Regions from separate parts of the Mus musculus genome. Here regions 2, 3 and 4 are each linked to region 1. Evidence: chromatin contacts called from public HiChIP or PLAC-seq and promoter capture Hi-C data. All regions are on one chromosome and are shown on one strand. Each heading gives the region's core, a stretch centred on a gene start, on an enhancer-like site or on the middle of the called end of the contact. The rest is flanking DNA. Distances are from core to core; before and after follow the strand shown. Region 1 holds the start of Ccl17 (chemokine (C-C motif) ligand 17). Region 2 holds the start of 9330175E14Rik (RIKEN cDNA 9330175E14 gene). Region 3 holds the start of Cngb1 (cyclic nucleotide gated channel beta 1). Region 4 overlaps Slc12a3 (solute carrier family 12, member 3).

Evidence for each region. Promoter capture Hi-C pulls out the DNA fragments that hold promoters and counts their contacts. HiChIP or PLAC-seq counts read pairs in DNA pulled down with a chosen protein or histone mark.
Region 2: a contact with region 1 is called in an H3K27ac HiChIP or PLAC-seq map of microglia, with 8 times the contacts expected there. The contact joins the promoter of 9330175E14Rik here to the promoter of Ccl17 in region 1. A contact is called at or near these places in 2 of 39 promoter capture datasets (embryonic stem cells and hippocampal neurons) and 1 of 115 datasets of contacts at active chromatin or transcription factors (microglia).
Region 3: a contact with region 1 is called in a promoter capture Hi-C map of stem cell-derived epiblast-like cells, with 3 times the contacts expected there. The contact joins the promoter of Cngb1 here to the promoter of Ccl17 in region 1. A contact is called at or near these places in 6 of 39 promoter capture datasets (embryonic stem cells, liver, pre-B cells and 1 more).
Region 4: a contact with region 1 is called in an HNF4G HiChIP or PLAC-seq map of pancreatic cancer cells. The contact joins the enhancer-like site here to the promoter of Ccl17 in region 1. A contact is called at or near these places in 2 of 39 promoter capture datasets (embryonic stem cells and hippocampal neurons), 2 of 484 Hi-C or Micro-C datasets (cerebellum and cerebral cortex), 5 of 115 datasets of contacts at active chromatin or transcription factors (T-cell acute lymphoblastic leukemia, bone marrow-derived dendritic cells, large pre-B cells and 2 more) and 2 of 9 other capture datasets (embryonic stem cells and macrophages).

The regions. Positions count from the first base shown.
Region 1 is chr8:94,808,342-94,812,178 of GRCm38.p6, reverse strand. It overlaps Ccl17 (chemokine (C-C motif) ligand 17), which reads right to left and starts at 1,726. Exons shown (of 3, transcript NM_011332.3): 1 at 1,608-1,726; 2 at 876-993; 3 at 143-419. The coding sequence starts at 1,707. The coding sequence ends at 326.
Region 2 is chr8:94,433,581-94,437,747 of GRCm38.p6, reverse strand. 9330175E14Rik (RIKEN cDNA 9330175E14 gene) reads left to right here and starts at 2,645. Exons shown (of 3, transcript NR_015514.2): 1 at 2,645-2,912; 2 at 3,272-3,521; 3 at 3,602-4,167. It also overlaps a transcript of Nlrc5 not described here.
Region 3 is chr8:95,304,341-95,308,338 of GRCm38.p6, reverse strand. Cngb1 (cyclic nucleotide gated channel beta 1) reads left to right here and starts at 1,754. Exons shown (of 33, transcript NM_001195413.1): 1 at 1,754-1,807. It also overlaps the pseudogene Gm5359.
Region 4 is chr8:94,353,271-94,357,297 of GRCm38.p6, reverse strand. It overlaps Slc12a3 (solute carrier family 12, member 3), which reads right to left. Exons shown (of 25, transcript NM_001205311.1): 22 at 900-986; 23 at 153-288. Among named protein-coding and RNA genes, the nearest start is that of Gm15889, 23 kb to the left of the region's middle. Within about 2 kb of position 2,532, at least 108 of the 459 cell types and tissues checked have an H3K27ac peak or open chromatin away from gene starts, as enhancers often do. A contact at or near this core is called in T-cell acute lymphoblastic leukemia, microglia and pancreatic cancer cells, where this site is marked.

The DNA.
Region 1 (3,837 bases), core at 477-2,976:
ATTTGTATGGGGCCATGTGTCCCTCTCAGCCTCAGTTAACCTGGGCAGAGCAGGCGCAGCTGTCCTGTGAGGACTCTCCCTGTGTGATCAGCTAGAATGGAAGGCGTTCTGCACTGTGGGGACAGAACGTACTGACCCAGTCTGAGGGAGGAAGGCTTTATTCCGTTGCTTTTTTTTGTGTTCGCCTGTAGTGCATAAGAGTCCATAAAAAAGGGAACAGGGACTTCTGCTCTGTGGCTGCTCTTGGGCTCTGCTGGTCACAGGCCGTTTTATGTTGAAACCATGGACAGCAGCCCTGGCGTCTCCAAATGCCTCAGCGGGAAGGTCATGGCCTTGGGTTTTTCACCAATCTGATGGCCTTCTTCACATGTTTGTCTTTGGGGTCTGCACAGATGAGCTTGCCCTGGACAGTCAGAAACCTATGTAGGAGAAAGCAGTGAGTAAGAGCCCAGGAAGGCCTTCAGGGTTTGGCCACCAGCCACATCTGCATTGACCTGAACACTGAGCAGTAGGACTTCATGCCTAGCCTCCTCTCTCCTCAGAGCACCTTGAGCCTGAGAGAAAGAGCCTCAGGCTGTGTGTTAGTCTCTACTCAGCTCAGACCCAGAGTGAGAGGTGACAGTATTACTGCCTACTGGCTCTGTTACCTGGGATGTCCTATCCATCTTGGAAACTCAGTTTCACCATACATAAAGAGGTTGGACCCCCTCAGCTGTGTGGGGTACAAGAGTATCCCTGGGTTCCCAAAACTGCCTTTAGGGGAATCAGGCTTGTCCTCTCTTCCTTCTTTCCCAGTGGCCTTCCTGGGCACTCCAAGGCCCACCCACTTCCCACTCTGGGTTCTAGGCAGAGGAGTGGGACAGAGGGATACTCACACGATGGCATCCCTGGAACACTCCACTGAGGTCTTATACCAGCTCACCAACTTCCTGATAGGAATGGCCCCTTTGAAGTAATCCAGGCAGCACTCTCGGCCTACATTGGTGGCTCGAGCTGGAAGAGCAATAGGAAGCAGGTGTCCTGAGAGTCAGGCCATGTGCCTGAGGACCCATGGAATGTTCCGATGTATGCCTGTGTGAGCCTGTGGGTGGGGACTGCATGTACTTTGTATTCTGTTTGTTCTTGGTGTGTGTGTGTGCTCTCCTGTGTCTGCAAGTTTGCATATTCATCTGTGTGTGTCTGCATATGCAGCTGTCTGAATCTAGGAACCTCATTTCAACTTCCCGTTCTAAACTAAATATAAAAATCTTTTCATACATTCTTGGAACCAATGCTCCGTTGTTATGTTGTTCCCTGATGATACATGAAGCCCATTAATGAAACAAATGGTAGCGATTCTGAGAATCGTTCGTTCTGCATCATGAGCCCACAATCAAGGCCACTATGTCCTAACATCTCAGAATAAGGTATGTGTCCAGGTCAGGCACCTGACATCATCCCAGCATCCTCAGAACCATTATCCTCCCTCCAGTGCTCCTGTGGCCACCCCCTGGTGACCCCTGTTAAGAACAGACAGGGTATAAGTCACACAGCTTGTGTCTCTGCCTTGGTCTCTGTGTGGGTGAATGGTTCCCATCTGCCCTATCCTGTCTGTGCCCGGCTCTTACCAGCTCTGGCATGCTGCAGAAAAGTCCCCAGAAGCAGAGCAGCCAGGAGCAGCATCTGAAGTGACCTCATGGTACCAAAAGCTGAGGTGAAGGTCTTCATGGGTCCTTCTGCCTGTCTTGGTGCCCAGCATTGAGGTGACCTATTTAACCTCTCTGGAGGTTATCCCACGCTTCCTGTCCCCTCCTATAATCCTTCCAGACTAGAGAAATTCAAAGAATTTGAGATAACTTAGTAGAAGCCCAGCTTGGGAATGTTTGTGGCTTTCCAGAGAATGGTCACTCGACTCGGGACAGGGGAGGGGGTCTGTGTCTGGGGTAAGGGCAATGACTTACTTCTCTTTTCAAAGGGAACATTTCTTGGTTCCTCTATTAGCAGGATCCAAGGCCTCAGCCTCAACTCATCTCATCCCTTGTCCTAGTACTGGTGAACTTCCTTTGTGCCTGGTACCCTGTGGAGGCAGGGTAGGGGACCAAACAGAGATCATAGGGACTATGCCAGTCAGGGCTCTGGGGTCCAGAAGGTCCACAGGAGGGTGAGCAGGTTACAGGGATGTTCAGTAGAAGAGGCCTAGTCCCACCCTATTTTGGGGAACCCAGAGGTTCAGCTGAAGCTGAGCCTGTCTTCCTGTCCTTCCCCAGGCTGGCCCTTACCCCAGGAGGCTAAGCTGAGAGGGGCTTTAATCACGGTGTATCTGCATGTGTGCTTTAGTGGGTTGGAAAGCTCAGCTCCCAGAAATAGAGCACCACCTCGTTTCTGTTATGAGCAGAATGAATGGTGTGTGTGTGTGTGGGGGGGGCGATGCTCACCTCTATAGGAGCTGCATGCCAGAGGCTGCCCTAGAAGCCCATAGAGCATCCCCAGGCCTTAAGCAGACTGTTAAGAAATCTGTGTGAATTTTCAGCATACCCAGACTGTTAACAACAGTGCCCAGAAAAGAGTTTCAGGACAAGTCACTATTAAGCAAAGCCAGGGTTTACTGAGAAAAAGAACCGGCATCCCAGCTACTGGGGAGGCTGATGTAGGAAGGTTCCAAGTTTGAGGCCAGCCTGAGCTACCGGGGTTCACAGGTGCTGGTGAGACGCTATCACAATAAAGGGAAATGTCACTGCTTTGCAGTGTGACCCAGAGTGTCTCACAGATAAGGCATGTGCCGCCGTGTGTTTTACTCTTTAAAATTTTAATTTATTAACATTTATTTATTACATTTGTGTGCATAGGTGTTTTGCACTCATGTGCTAGCAGACACTCTACAACCTGAGCCACACCCCAGCTCCTCCTGCCATTTTGTTAGAACTTTTGGCTCTCAGTCAGCAAGAAACACAGACCCAGGCTGAGGGGGCCCCTTACCCTTCTCATATCTCCATTTTCCTTCAATCCTGCCCTACGGCCACAGCATCACTAAATTTGCTCATTCTCCCAGACTAAGAGGTCTTCCCAGGCCAAAGCCGTCCATTCTCTAAATACCTGTCCCGAGGTGTGCAGTACTGTGGCAGGCAGGTGCTAAGGCTTTGAATCTGACACTTGAGTTCTGGGCCTGGCTTCTCCTTGCCCCTAAGTGACCAGAGGCAGTTTCACCCTCCCTCACCCCCTCTCATGCTGTCAGGTCTGGCTCCATATTCATCATTGAACTGCCATTAAAATTTCACTAGAAGGTGATGATGGTAAAAGCCAGGTGGTGGTAGCACACGCCTTTAGACTCAATACTTGGGAGGCAGAGGCAGGTGGAGCTCTGTGAGTTTGAACCTGTTATGTTGCCCTTTTGCCCAGGCTACTCTCAAAATCCTGGGTTCAAGAAATCCTAGCCGGGCGGTGGTGGTGCACGCCTTTAATCCCAGCACTTGGGAGACAGAGGAAGTTTTTTCTGAGTTTTTCTGAGTTCGAGGCCAGTCTGGTCTACAGAGTGAGTTCCGGGACAGCTGGGGTTACATAGAGAAACCCTGTCTCAGGGGTGAGGGTGGGGGAGTGAGGGTAAGAACAGCAGCCGTTATCTGTTGAGACCAGTCTCCTGGGAACAGTGCTCAGAGTATAAACCCATCAGTCCCAGGGACACTCCTGAGATCAAGAGGAGAAAGTCCAGGCATCCTCTCTGCCCTGCAGGATGCTGACTATTTCAGGTCCTGAGGCCTGGGCTTTCCCCTACTTTGTCCAAACTTCCCTGTGGTCAGGGTCCTATGCCATTGTTTTACTGTGTGACCTAGGGCATCTCACAAATGTTCTCTGGGTGTCAAT
Region 2 (4,167 bases), core at 1,396-3,895, 380 kb after region 1:
ACATGTGTGTGCATGTATATGGTCATGGAAGCACATATGTACGTCTGTATATTTGTATGTGTATGATCTAAAGTCTATTTAGCTGAGGCTGATTGTGTAGGGGAAAACACTGGATACTCTTGTCTGTAAAGTCTGAGAGAGACACTGGAATAAGATACAGAAACCCAATCACACTGCTTGTTCTTGCTTGTCTTCACAGATAGCATCTGAGTGACTGGATTTTTTACTCTATAGATGTATTTGTTACTTAATTAAGTAATTGATTAAAAAAAATGCTGGAGACAGGGTCTCAGTACCTAGGTTCTGAGACCAACTATGTTCCAACTCTCATCGCCTCAACCACCTATATATACTGGGTATATGGCACCACACCTGAGCTTTGGTTTTATTTTAGCATCATACATATTATTTAGTTTAACAAGTGACTTTTTAAAAAACATATCTGAGTTCATTAAAATATGGTAACAAACACATGGAAAAACCTAGTGCTAGAGGGTCTCTGCATATCAGCTTCTTGTAATTACCCTTCAACAAGAGTCATGGGTGAGTCAGTCAGAGGGTGGCCAGTGCCTCTCTGAGTTAGAGTTAGGAGGAGCACCATATGAGGTCATCAGGAAGATCGAGCAATCTGGAGCAATGGGTGTGTCTATGCTATGATTTGAGGCAGTGACAGAGAAAGGGAAGAATCCGAAGTCACAGGTGACCAGAATCACAAAGCCTGCTACCCACATCTCCGAGATCCACAGAATGGAAGACTCAAGGCTCTCCTAAAGAAAAGAATGGGGGTCATGCTGCCTCTACCCACTTTCAGGGACCCAGAAACAGGAGTTTGTTTGTTTTGTTTTTGGGTTGTTTTTTTTTTTTTTTTTTTTTTTGGTTTTTTCGAGACAGAGTTTCTCTGTGTAGCCCTGGTTGTCCTGGAACTCACTCTGTTGATCAGGCTGGCCTCGAACTCCCAAATCCACCTGCCTCTGCCTCCCAAGTGCTAGCATTAAAGGCTATCAACTACACTCACAGAAACATATTTGGTGAAGAGAGACGATGCTTTGCATCCTGAGAACACCTACAAAGAGGTTTTTGCTTGTCTTCTGTAGTAAGGATAGAACCCAGAATCTTCTGAAGCTAGGCAGATCTCTTGCCCTCTCAGCCGTGCCTTCCCCCAACACTTAAGTGTTTGCATCTCTTTTGCCACAATTCTCTGCTGGTGGTAGAGGAGAGATGCTGGGATGATGTATCAGATGTGGTTAAAAAAACAAAAGTTCCATCAAGCGCTGGCAGAAATGGCTTTTTATTTTTTTATTCTCTGCAGTCTGCATCCTCTGAGGATGCTAGTAAAGGGGCCTTCCTCTTTCCGATTGGGACACTTTGGTTGCTGGGATTTTTGTCTTTCAGCTTGTAGTTGCAGTCTCTGCCTCCCCAAGATGGCCGCCTTCCTGAGGTATCTATGTGGATATGCTGATCGCCTCTATTAGTGGGCAGAAGTCTTACTGGGCCCACCCTACAACCTCATCTTAAGTGTCTGCAGTCACCCTGTGTCCAAATAAGGTCACGTTCAGAGGCAGTGGGGATGTCTTCTTTACCCAACACACAGCACAAAATATGGGAGAAGAGAATCTACAGAGTTTTGTTGAACTCTTTCTAGAGGGAAGAGAGAAAGAGAGAGAGAGAGAGAGAGAGAGAGAGAGAGAGAGAGAGAGAGAGAGAGAGAGAGAGCACATAGACATTGACCAGGTACTGCTATCCTCGGGCTGGTCCGGGAACAGGTCTAGGCAGACTTTCCCAACCAAGTGCTTACTAGGCCTAAGCATACTTAGCTTCTGAGATCAGGCCAACCTGTGCTTTCTGGGCAGACCGGACTAAGCAGACTAAGGCACTAAGGCGTTCCCTTAGCTTCGGCATTTGTCCCATCAGGACCCCAGGCTCCTCACACTTGTGGCCGAGGCATTGTTTCTATTTCGTCTCACTCGATTCAGGAGATAAATTTTGAACATAATGTCTGTACTATAGATGGGGAACCAACCTTCCAAGATCTGAAATCGTAACTCATGGTCATGATGCACAGTATTGAGAGCACCCAGAGGTCCTATTCCAAGACAGATGGGCGCTGGTCCTGGAGGCAGGGCAGGCAAGGCATAATTGCTGGTGCTGGTCTGTGGACAGTACACCATGAGGGGCCTTATGAACTTCCAGTCACTCCCGCCCACTCTGTTCTCTGGTGGGAGCTCAGGCCTGGTGCCTTATTTTTGTGGCGCCGGGGACTCAAACCAGGGTCTGCCCTGTCTCTGAGCTACATCCCAGAGGGAACCTGGCAGGTTTCCGGGTTTCCTTTCTTTGCAAGAAAGCGATTCAGGAAGAGAAAGCTGCAGGTATGGCTCAGCTACACCCACCTTTGGTCATTTTCTAGCCTTTTCCCCCAATCATGAAGGTCAATTTTCAAAATACCTTTTCTGTATGAAGCCCCTCCCGCCCTTTTCAGAAGAATCCTGACAATATATACCAATAGTACTGAAGACCCAGAATTCTCCAGGAACCTCCCAGAGCTCCCAGCTCAGCTTTTCTGAGTGGAAAAAAAATGGTTTAAACCCCACGTGGCATTGTGGTAGGCCAGGGACAAAAGGCTGCCCAGGCTTACCCTTGTGACTGGAAAGTTTCAATGATCATTAGAAATACAGGTGATGGACATTCAAGAAACATCGTTCTCTTTTAAAACACAATATTCTGTTTTGTTTTTGTTTTTGTTTTTAAAGATCCCTGTCTTTTTGTACATTCCTTAATATCTAGTATTTGTTCCAACACAATGTTGGTAGCCAGAAGCCACCGACCTGAGGTTGGCAACTCTTAGAGAACGCAGCTTTCCTCTATAGAACAGCAAGTTGCTACGGTTCAGCCAAATTCTATCTGTCTAATAAAAGGTGGGGTTTTGTTTGTTTGTTTGTTTGTTTTGTTGTTTTGGCTGAAAATTCAGAATTATATGTAGCAAACAGGGCGGCTTCTGGATTATTATTAAAGCAAAGGCATTGAAAAGAAAAAAAAAAAAACAAGAAGAAAGTATGGTTGGGGGTGGGGGATGACAAGTGTGGCAGGCACCAGGAGAGGGGGCGCACAGACATACAAAGTTTTTTCCCAAACTGAGCCACTCCCTCCAATTTCTGTGGTCCCCAAATTACAGTGTCCGACTGCATTTTGCTAAGCCACCAGTACCCCAACCCACCCGGGCCCCTCAGTCCGTTTGTCTATCCACCTAGCCCCTGACACCCCCTCCTCTCTCTAGGCACAGATCTCCCTCCGCGCCCCGGCTTGGGCAGGTAACTCACCAGTTCAGCTCCCTCTCCACCGCGCTCTGTGGAAACTGAAAGTGGCCACTGAGCGGGCGCTGTTCGCTAGTTCATAGACTCTACTGCCGCTGCCGAGAAATCACGTGGATTCAAAGTGCCAGCCCCAGGGCGCGCGAGTAGCGTGCCCGGAACCCGCCGCGGCTTGGAGATCGCAGCGGGACATGCCTCTCTGACTACTGAGACTGGGTAAGGTGGGCATCTGCCAGGAAGTGGGTGGGGCCAGAGCGCAGCAGGACCCGCACAACCCTTCTTTCTACACTTCCCAGAGACGATGTAGGATGAAGGCAGGAGGAGCCACTGAGCAAAACTTCGTGGAGTTGGGTCCAGGGTCCAGTGGCGACAGCGGCTCATCACCTGAGACCTGACCTGGACAAGCGCGGCCTCCAGGTGTGTCTCTGCTGGTCCCTGGGTGCAAGGGTTGCCTAGGCTACAGAAGAAAGCTTGGTGCAGGGATAAGGGATGGAAAGAGGTGGGCGGTAAGAAAAGGACTACAGGGCCAGCGTCAGCCCTGGAAAGTTCCTGTCTCTGTTCCAAGTTCTACAACCTGCCCTGCCTCTTGTCTTTGTCCCAGAACAGGAGGCCAGGCTCCTCCTGAGGATGGTTTCTGTGACATCCCACAGTGAAGCAACTTTCCCAGAATGCTCTGGGGGAGGAATGGGGAGACAGTGCATTAGCACTGTAGGGCAGGGTCATCAGCACACCCATGACCCCCAAACCTCAGGCTCAAGTCCTCCTCTTAAGTGCTGGCTACATCACCTTAGGCCAGTGGTTCTCAGCCTTCCTAATGCTGGGACCCTTTAATACTGCAGCCTCACGCTGTGCTGACCCCCAA
Region 3 (3,998 bases), core at 505-3,004, 500 kb before region 1:
AAGACAAAGCAATTTACAATACAATTGCTTCATATGAAGAGCCTACCTTGGAAGCAGAGAAGTCAACATGGGCCATTGAAGGCTTGCGTGCAGATTTTCAGAGCCATGTGGTTTATAGTCAAAAGGTGGAGACAAGCTTGGTGCCCATGGCCAGGACTCAGAAACAAATCGTGGAGTGACTATATCACATAGACATCACCACCTACCAGGAACAAGAACTTCCCAGAGACCACCTCTTCTATTGCTTGGATCTTCTATGACAGCAGCGAACAGTACATTTCTGTCACTTGTAAATCACTTGATTTAAGGTGTTGTATTACAGTAACCCAGATGTAATAGGACAGTGAGCTTCAGTGGAAACCCTAAACAAGTAAGTTTCATTCAACCAGTTTCACTTCAGCCACGATGTAGTTGTTAGGAACAAAAGTGTGTCCTTGATCCCCAGCCCTGATGCTGGGACTCAGTAGGATCTCGGGAAGAGCATCTGAGCCTCCTCTCCAGCCCAAGATACTGTTTCTTAATAAGCTTGATTGGTGACACAAGGGAAGTGATCGTCATGGGAGCCAGATCGTCTGATCTGGGACCCCCACCCCCACCCCACCCCATATGCCGTCTGAGAAGACCTTCAAGCAGCGCCAGAGCTTTGAACAAAGAGTGGAAGATGTCCGGCTCATCCGGGAGCAGCACCCCACCAAGATCCCAGTGACTATAGAGCGACACAAGGGGGAGAAACAGCTGCCCGTCCTGGACAAGACCAAGTTCCAGATCATGTGAATATGAGCAAACTCATCATGATAATTAGACGGCGCTTGCAGCTCAATGCTAACCAAGCCTTCTTCTTCCTGGTGAATGGGCACAGCATGGTGAGTGTGTCCACACCTGTCTCTGAGAGTGAGGGAGATGGAGTGGACACCCTTTTGTACATGCTTTATGCTTCTCAGGAGACATTCGGGGCAGCACTGGCTGTGTAAGGCTACAACAATGCCTAAAGGTTGTTAAGCCCTTACCAAGGCATAAAGTGGCGTTATCAGCCGGACGGACGCTGGTCGGCTCACCACCCACAGATCAGAACGTAGGCACCCACATAGGGTATTAGGAACTGTTCATCAGCCAGAAACTGAGCTCCAGGCAAGTGCATTCAGCTCGGAAACTCATCTAAACCAGGCGATCTTGTGTTCCAACTTTACAAGTTTAAAAATAAAATACTTTGCATCCAAAAACAAAACAAAACAAAACAAAACACCTTGCTTGGCATAAGACATAGTTGTCCCAGGTCACATGGTTCTGCTTCTCTGGAAATGTAGATTAATACAGATTTTGGCTAAAGGTCTTGTCCCGGGCCAATGGTTTTTGTGATAATGCTTTAAGCTGTTAAAGACTCCGCCACAGATATCCTACTGAGTCCCAGCACCAGAGCAGGAGAGAAGGACACACTCTTGTCCCCCAGACTGAGCTGATGGGTTCCTGTCACCTTGAGGAGGCTCCCAGAAGCACACAGGTACCCTGGCTATTGGTTGTCCTGCAGCCTTTCTCTGGCTTTGTCACATTCTGTGGGAAGACAGATCCTGGCTTGGAGCAGGTTCCCTAGTAACTCAAAGGGCCCTATGTCTAGGACACTGCTGGACCCGTGGGGGTTGCTGCTTGCTTCCCTGGGTGCCAGTCATCTTTCTACCCTGCCCCCGATTCTGCACATGCTAATCCTTTGCACCCGGCCCATCTAGTGCCAATTAATCCTGGCTGGGTCTGAGAGGCCAGCTGCTGGGGCACTGAGAAGGCAATTCCTGGCTAGCCGCTGACATCTGAACAGGTAACTCAACATGAAATGGGGGCTCAGTGGGACTCCTTGGGGGATCACCACGCTCAGCTTTTAGCGGGGCTTTTAGGTGATAAATAGAGCAGGCAGGAGAGCTATGATGCGTGGTCCCCACACTCTATCCTGTGGCTTAGACTTTGCTATCTCCAGCGCAACCTGAGAAATGTGGATTTGATACCCCCAGAGGGTTTGGGGGAGGCTAGGAATCTGTTTTTTCCAGCTCTCCCAGAAGATTCTCAGAATCCTGGTGGTCTAACACTTCAGATTCCTGGGTGGCTACCTCCAGGTTCTCTTCCTTCAAAGTGGGAGGGCAGCAAGACAGGCCTCCAGATTCCGGTCAAGGAAAAACTGGGCTAAGAGGCTGCTTGCCTAGATAACCTCCAGACAGTTCAAAAATTCAAGCTAGGTTCACTGCCCACTACAGCAGAAGTCAAGAGAAGGCAGTCAGGACCCAAGGGCAGATCTCAGAGTATACTTATCTTGGCCAGAGTCCCCTTAGGCAAGTCTATTGACCTGAGAATGGATATCCCACTTACAGGGAGTAGGGGGCAGGCAAGATTGTCAGGAGAATGAGTGTTATCAAGGGGATGTGGAAGCCAGGTGTGGAGGAGGGCTTTCTTCAGGTCTGGTTCTCAGGACTGCTGGGAGCTGGCGGGGATCTGTGTGCTCTGCCATTCCCAACGTGTGACCTTGGGAGGAAGTCGCTGTGTTCTCACCCCAAGCCAGCAGAGGACTAGAAGAACCCATTGATTGTCCCTGGCCCCAGTTAATTTTCTGTAGGCTGATGTTCCTCCAAAGCTTAAGCTTTGTTTTCGTAGAGGTTGTTCTGGGAGAAGCTGAGCCAGTGCTGGGTCAGAGGTCAAGGTTAGGGGTTGGTCAAGCAGCCTGGCAATGAACTCTGGGAAGCTGGCTATGGGGCTACTATTTTTCTAAGGGTCCTTGAAGAGACAGACAGAGAGGCACAACCTTGGTAGGTCTGTGTCCTGGGTGGCCTTTCCTGGGCTTGTGTACATGTCAGCTTTGATCGTACCACCGAGCCAGGCCATCCTGCAAGAATTCAGTCTCTTGGAGCTTGGCTCCCCCACGTGCTTAATATCATGCTTAAGGTAGAAACTGGCCATCACCAACCATGACGGAAGTCCAACTGGTATTTTATTCTAAAAGCTAAAAAAAATGATGTATGGTTATTTATTTTTTAATTTATTTTTGAGAGAAGTCTCACTGTGTAGCTCTGGCTGGTCTGGACCTTGCTATGTAAAGCATGATGGCGTTACAGAAATCTACCTGCCTCTGCCTCCCAACAACTGGCATGAAAGCACATGGCTAATGTTATCTTAGATTTTTCTGTCCACAAGTCACTGGTGTTTCTTCTCTGTTGTGGGCTTCTGCAGTACATGATATTCCATAATTGGTATTCACACTCAGTACCTGTCCTTGTAGTCATGGCCAGCCTTTATGAAACATGGGCCAGTCACTGGACAGCAGATGATATCTGAACAGATGACTCCAGATGTGGTGAGGGCTCAGTCACTGGTCTAAGAATGCTGCCTATACCAGTTTCTGTTTGATTGGCTTTGTTTGTTTTGAGATAGCATTTCACCATATAGCTGTATAGCCGGCCCAGGACTTGCAGAGATCTGCCTGTCTCTGCCTCCCAAATGCTGGGATCAAAAGCATGTGCCACCATGCCGGGCTTTCTTAATGGCTGTTATGCCTGACTCTCTTACACTCTGCGTACAAGGTAGGCACTCTCGATGTCTCTTGCTTTTGTTAGTTCAGGCTGGCTGGCCTGGATTCTTCTGCCTCTGCCACTCAAGTGCTGGAGTTTAAGTGGGTGCCACCATGACAGGCTTCAGTGCTCCCACTCTGCAGGCAGGCAAACAGAGACACAGGGAGTCTGACTCACGAGAGTGCTAGAACGTGTGTGTCTCCTGTTCCAACGAATGTGCGTCTTCTTTCCAGCATTTCTGCATATTGTGTTATGGGCTGCATTACAGTCTATTTAATGCAGGCCTCACCCCTGATGAACACTGAGATCCTTTTCAATAGCTAGCCTTCGATAACATTTGAAGAAATATTTTTTATATATGCTTTATATGAACCCCCCCCCCCCCCCCACCGCAAACAGTTCCTTCAGCTTGGAAACAGATAAGCAAGGTATGCAAAAATCCATGCCATAGAATAC
Region 4 (4,027 bases), core at 1,283-3,782, 460 kb after region 1:
AGCATGAGACTCTGCCCTCTCATGTGGCCCAAGAACATCTCAGACATTGCTAAGGGTGAATAGGGTGGAGTCAAGTAGGGATTCCAGAAGCCCAGGGATGGGGAGACATGCTGGAACCCCAGACCCTGGCAAGCCCCTTCCCTCTCTTGAACCTTAATTCTGTTCTTGTTAATCTCTTCATCTGAGATCTTCCAGGGACAGTCCCTCCTCATCTCAGTGACGGTGGCCTCGTCCTTGAAGCCATCATTGAGGCGGAAGGGTGCAATCATGTCCTCAAACCGCTTGGTGCTGGAAAGAAAATCTCAGTGAGGTTAGGTGGCAGGGCCCTGTTTCCAGGGGAGCCAGGGACATGGAGGAATCCCAAGGGATACCTAGGGTCCCCACACACAGGACATACTCCTCTCACTGAACCCATCCAGCTTTGCCGTCTGCACTGAAGGGCTCACGGGTGGCATCAGCCCTTAACACTTAGGTCTGGCATTCAGCAAAAGTCCATGAGCTGTCCACTGACCTGGACCCGACCCTCCCCACCCCACTCAGCCAGTAGCATCAAGTGCTGCTGCCCCTATATCAGCAAGACAGACTGGACCCCATTCTCACTGAACTTCTTATTAGCCTGGTGAGAGCAAGCAAGCAAACACAGAGGCAGGTGTTTTAGGAAGATACCCCCACCCTGAATCCTGTAACAGGGAATAGGTGGGAGAGGCCACTCTGCTAGCTGAAGGAAGTGTGTCCTTCTGAAGCCAGTTGTGTGCACAAGGCAGAAGGTGATGGGTGGAGAAACAGCTGTATGTGCAAAGGTCCTGAGGCCCACGTGAAAAGCAACACAGGAGCCAATGGAACTGGAAAAAAAAAGCAATAGCAAGCAGAGGGATCTACAGGGCCAACACACAACTCACTGCTCGGCCTGGGGCTTCTGGTTGATGTCGGGAAGGACGTGAACTTCATGGAATCCCAGTCTGAACTTGCTCAACAGAGAGATGATCCTGAAAGACAGATGCAGAAATTATTTTTGAAGTATCCACTCGTTCTGATAGTCATTAAGCACCTGCTGAGTGAGTAGCAATGATCAGAACAGAAGGGGCTGACAGAGGGGGCAAGGTGGCTAGACGCTGAGAAAATATGGGTGGAGTAGGTGAGAGAGTAGCAAGCGACATGGAAAAAATATTTGCCCAGAATCTCCCAAGTATCTGCTGGCTGACTCTGAACCAGTGTCAGCAGGCCAGGATGGAACTGGGATGTTGCTAGGCTTGGGAACCACACTTTGAGAAGTGAAGGTCAAAAGGATGAGAAGACAAAGGGAGAGACTGAAGAGAGGTGGTAAAGACAGAGACAACACCACACACGAGCTGAGGAGAAACCCAGGAGCTGCGCCCGTTAGACGGCACAGACTCAGCATCTGATGGAGAAGCCCACTGTTGGAGGGCACAGTCACGGAAGACTTCACAGAGGAAGCAGCCATCTGGCGGGCTAGTACATGCTGGAGAAAGCTGCTCTAGGCCCTCAGGGTAAGGCAATGTCCACATTGGAATCACCCAAGATGTTTGCAGAATGCACCGGTGGAACTCCAGCCCAGTGCTGAGCCAGAAATCCTAGCAAAGCATGGTCTGGGTGATACCTCCAGGATGTGATGTGCGCACCAGACCGACCCATTGGAGGAGGAAGCCAGTGAGGGTAGGGAAGAAGCAGCTAGGGTAACATGGAGCATGCTGGGAAGGGGAGCCTAAAGGCCCAGGCCTCTACAGACAGCTCCTGCTGGCTCTTGAACTTAGGGATGGGACTTAATTTTTTTTTTGAGATTTTTTTTTTATGTACATGTATGTGTGTATCTTTCTCTGTGTGTCCCATGTGTGTAAGGGTGTCTGAGGAGGCCAGAAGATGCCAGATCCCTTGAAGCTAAAGTTCTAACAGTGCTAGCTATTGGGACTCCAACTTGGATGCTGTTTAAGAGCAGCTGGTGTAATAAACTGGGGAAGCACCTCTCCGGCACCCCCACCCTAAGCCTGCTATGCCTTTGTTATTGTTGGCTAGTTGGTTGGTTTTGGATTGGTTTGTTGTTGTTTTGGTTTTTTGTTTTGTTTTGACATAGGGTTTCTTTGTGTAGCCCTGGCTGTCCTGGAGCTAGTTAACTCTGTAGACCAGGCTGGTTTGAACTCGCAGAGATCCACCTGCTTCTGCCTCCCGAGTGCTAGGACTAAAGGTGTGCAATGCCACCACTGACCTTGAGTTTCTGCGTCTTCTGTATCCCCCTCCCCAATGCTTACTGCTATGCTCTGTGCATGCAGCGCTGTGTGTTACACCCAGGGCTTCATGCACATTCGGCACACATAACCAGTGTTCCATTCCCAGAAGCAGGATTTTAAAAGCAGAGCTGTGGCACCTTCATCCAGGTATCTGCCAGGAGCCCAAGCAGTCCTTGGGTCATAGGGCCAGCAGATCATGTGATCCACAAAGTGGCAGTTGGGACAGAAGGGTTTTTATCAACACTGTGAGGACATGCTGTTACCCAACGGGGCCACCTTGAGCTAAGCAAACCTCACGAAACCCAGCTGCCACCCAGAGCTGGGACAGGAAGTACAGACTGCTGGAGAGCCTTCTGGTCTGTTTGTTTACTCTTTAAAAGTCCCATGAAAGTCAGGTGGCTAGGGTCCTCAATGCCGTCAGTGGCCTTGCCAAAGAAGGCCCTTTTGGTGGTAAAATTCTCACGGAGTGCAGCAGGCTGAGGGAGAAGGCAGGGAGAGTATGCTGGGCCTCCTTGAACCCACAGGGTGATTAGAAGAAAGAGCAGGGGTGGAATCCTGGTATAGGAAGAGTGGTACAGGCCAGGGGCCACCTCCTATCGTGATCTCCTGCTACAGCTTGCACCAGAGTCTTCTCCACGGACAAACCGCCACCATTCGTCTGAGCAGGTCTCATCATGCACGACCTTTAATCTTACTTCCCTTGGCTGAAAAGTCACTGTTGCCCCAACTCCTCCCCTACAACTCAGGCCAACTTGACACCTCTACAGCCACACCTCTGTGTACTTCTGTGTTTATTTAAGGCAAGTCACATTCTGTCTTAGTGCTGTGATTTGCATACAGTTTACCCCCAAGAAACTCAGGTTAAAATTTAATCCTCAGCGCGTGGGAGTGAGATCATGGAAACAGAATCCTGTTCTGGTGTTTATGGATAGGGACTTTGAGACCTGTTTAGGATTTGAAGCCAGGTCACTGAGGTTGCATCCTGTGGTTGAACTGAAATTTAGAGGCTTCATAAGATAAGAGGGGAGAACACACACACACAAACACACACACACACACACACACACACACACACACACACACCAGTATCTTGTCATATGATACCCTGCGTCACCATCACCGCAAGAAGGATGTCACCAGACACAACCCTTAGACTGAGCCTCCGGAACCGTGAGCAAAATGAAACCTCTTTTCTTTATGAGACAGACTGCCTCAGGTGTTTTGTTATAGTCTTTAAAAGGGGGCTTAGTAAGATATATTTCAGAAGCAAAATTTATCTCCTAATTGAAGCAGAAAACAGCACTTATGGCCAGAAAGAAGATACAATGAAAACCCATATAAATATAACAGTGTCACCAAATTCTGGCCAGATGGCATTGCCTGCCAAGCCAATGAGTCAGGCCTGCTCTGTTTGCTTAGAAGTTCAACTGAGCTCAAGAATAGGCCAGCTTGACACCAAGATCTCCTGCCAAATCATCCAGAGACCCGAGAGGGAATTAAAAGTCACTTCTCGCCATGAGATTTGGTATGTCTCCTGGCTACCTCATGTCTTCCCTGAGCCTGCATCCCTACTCTGGGGACACTGTCAGGAAGCATTCTAATCTTGCTTCACTTACCTCTGTCCTGCCATTCCATGAGTCTGTCCATGAAGAGTCTTGCGATTTCAGCACTTACCACATGTTCCTATCAGAGCAAACACCAGGACGCCTGGGTCTCCTTAAGGCGGGCCCCAGAAGCCAACCCTTCCGAAATGGAGAGAGCTCCTGCGTGAGCCCCAGGCACCA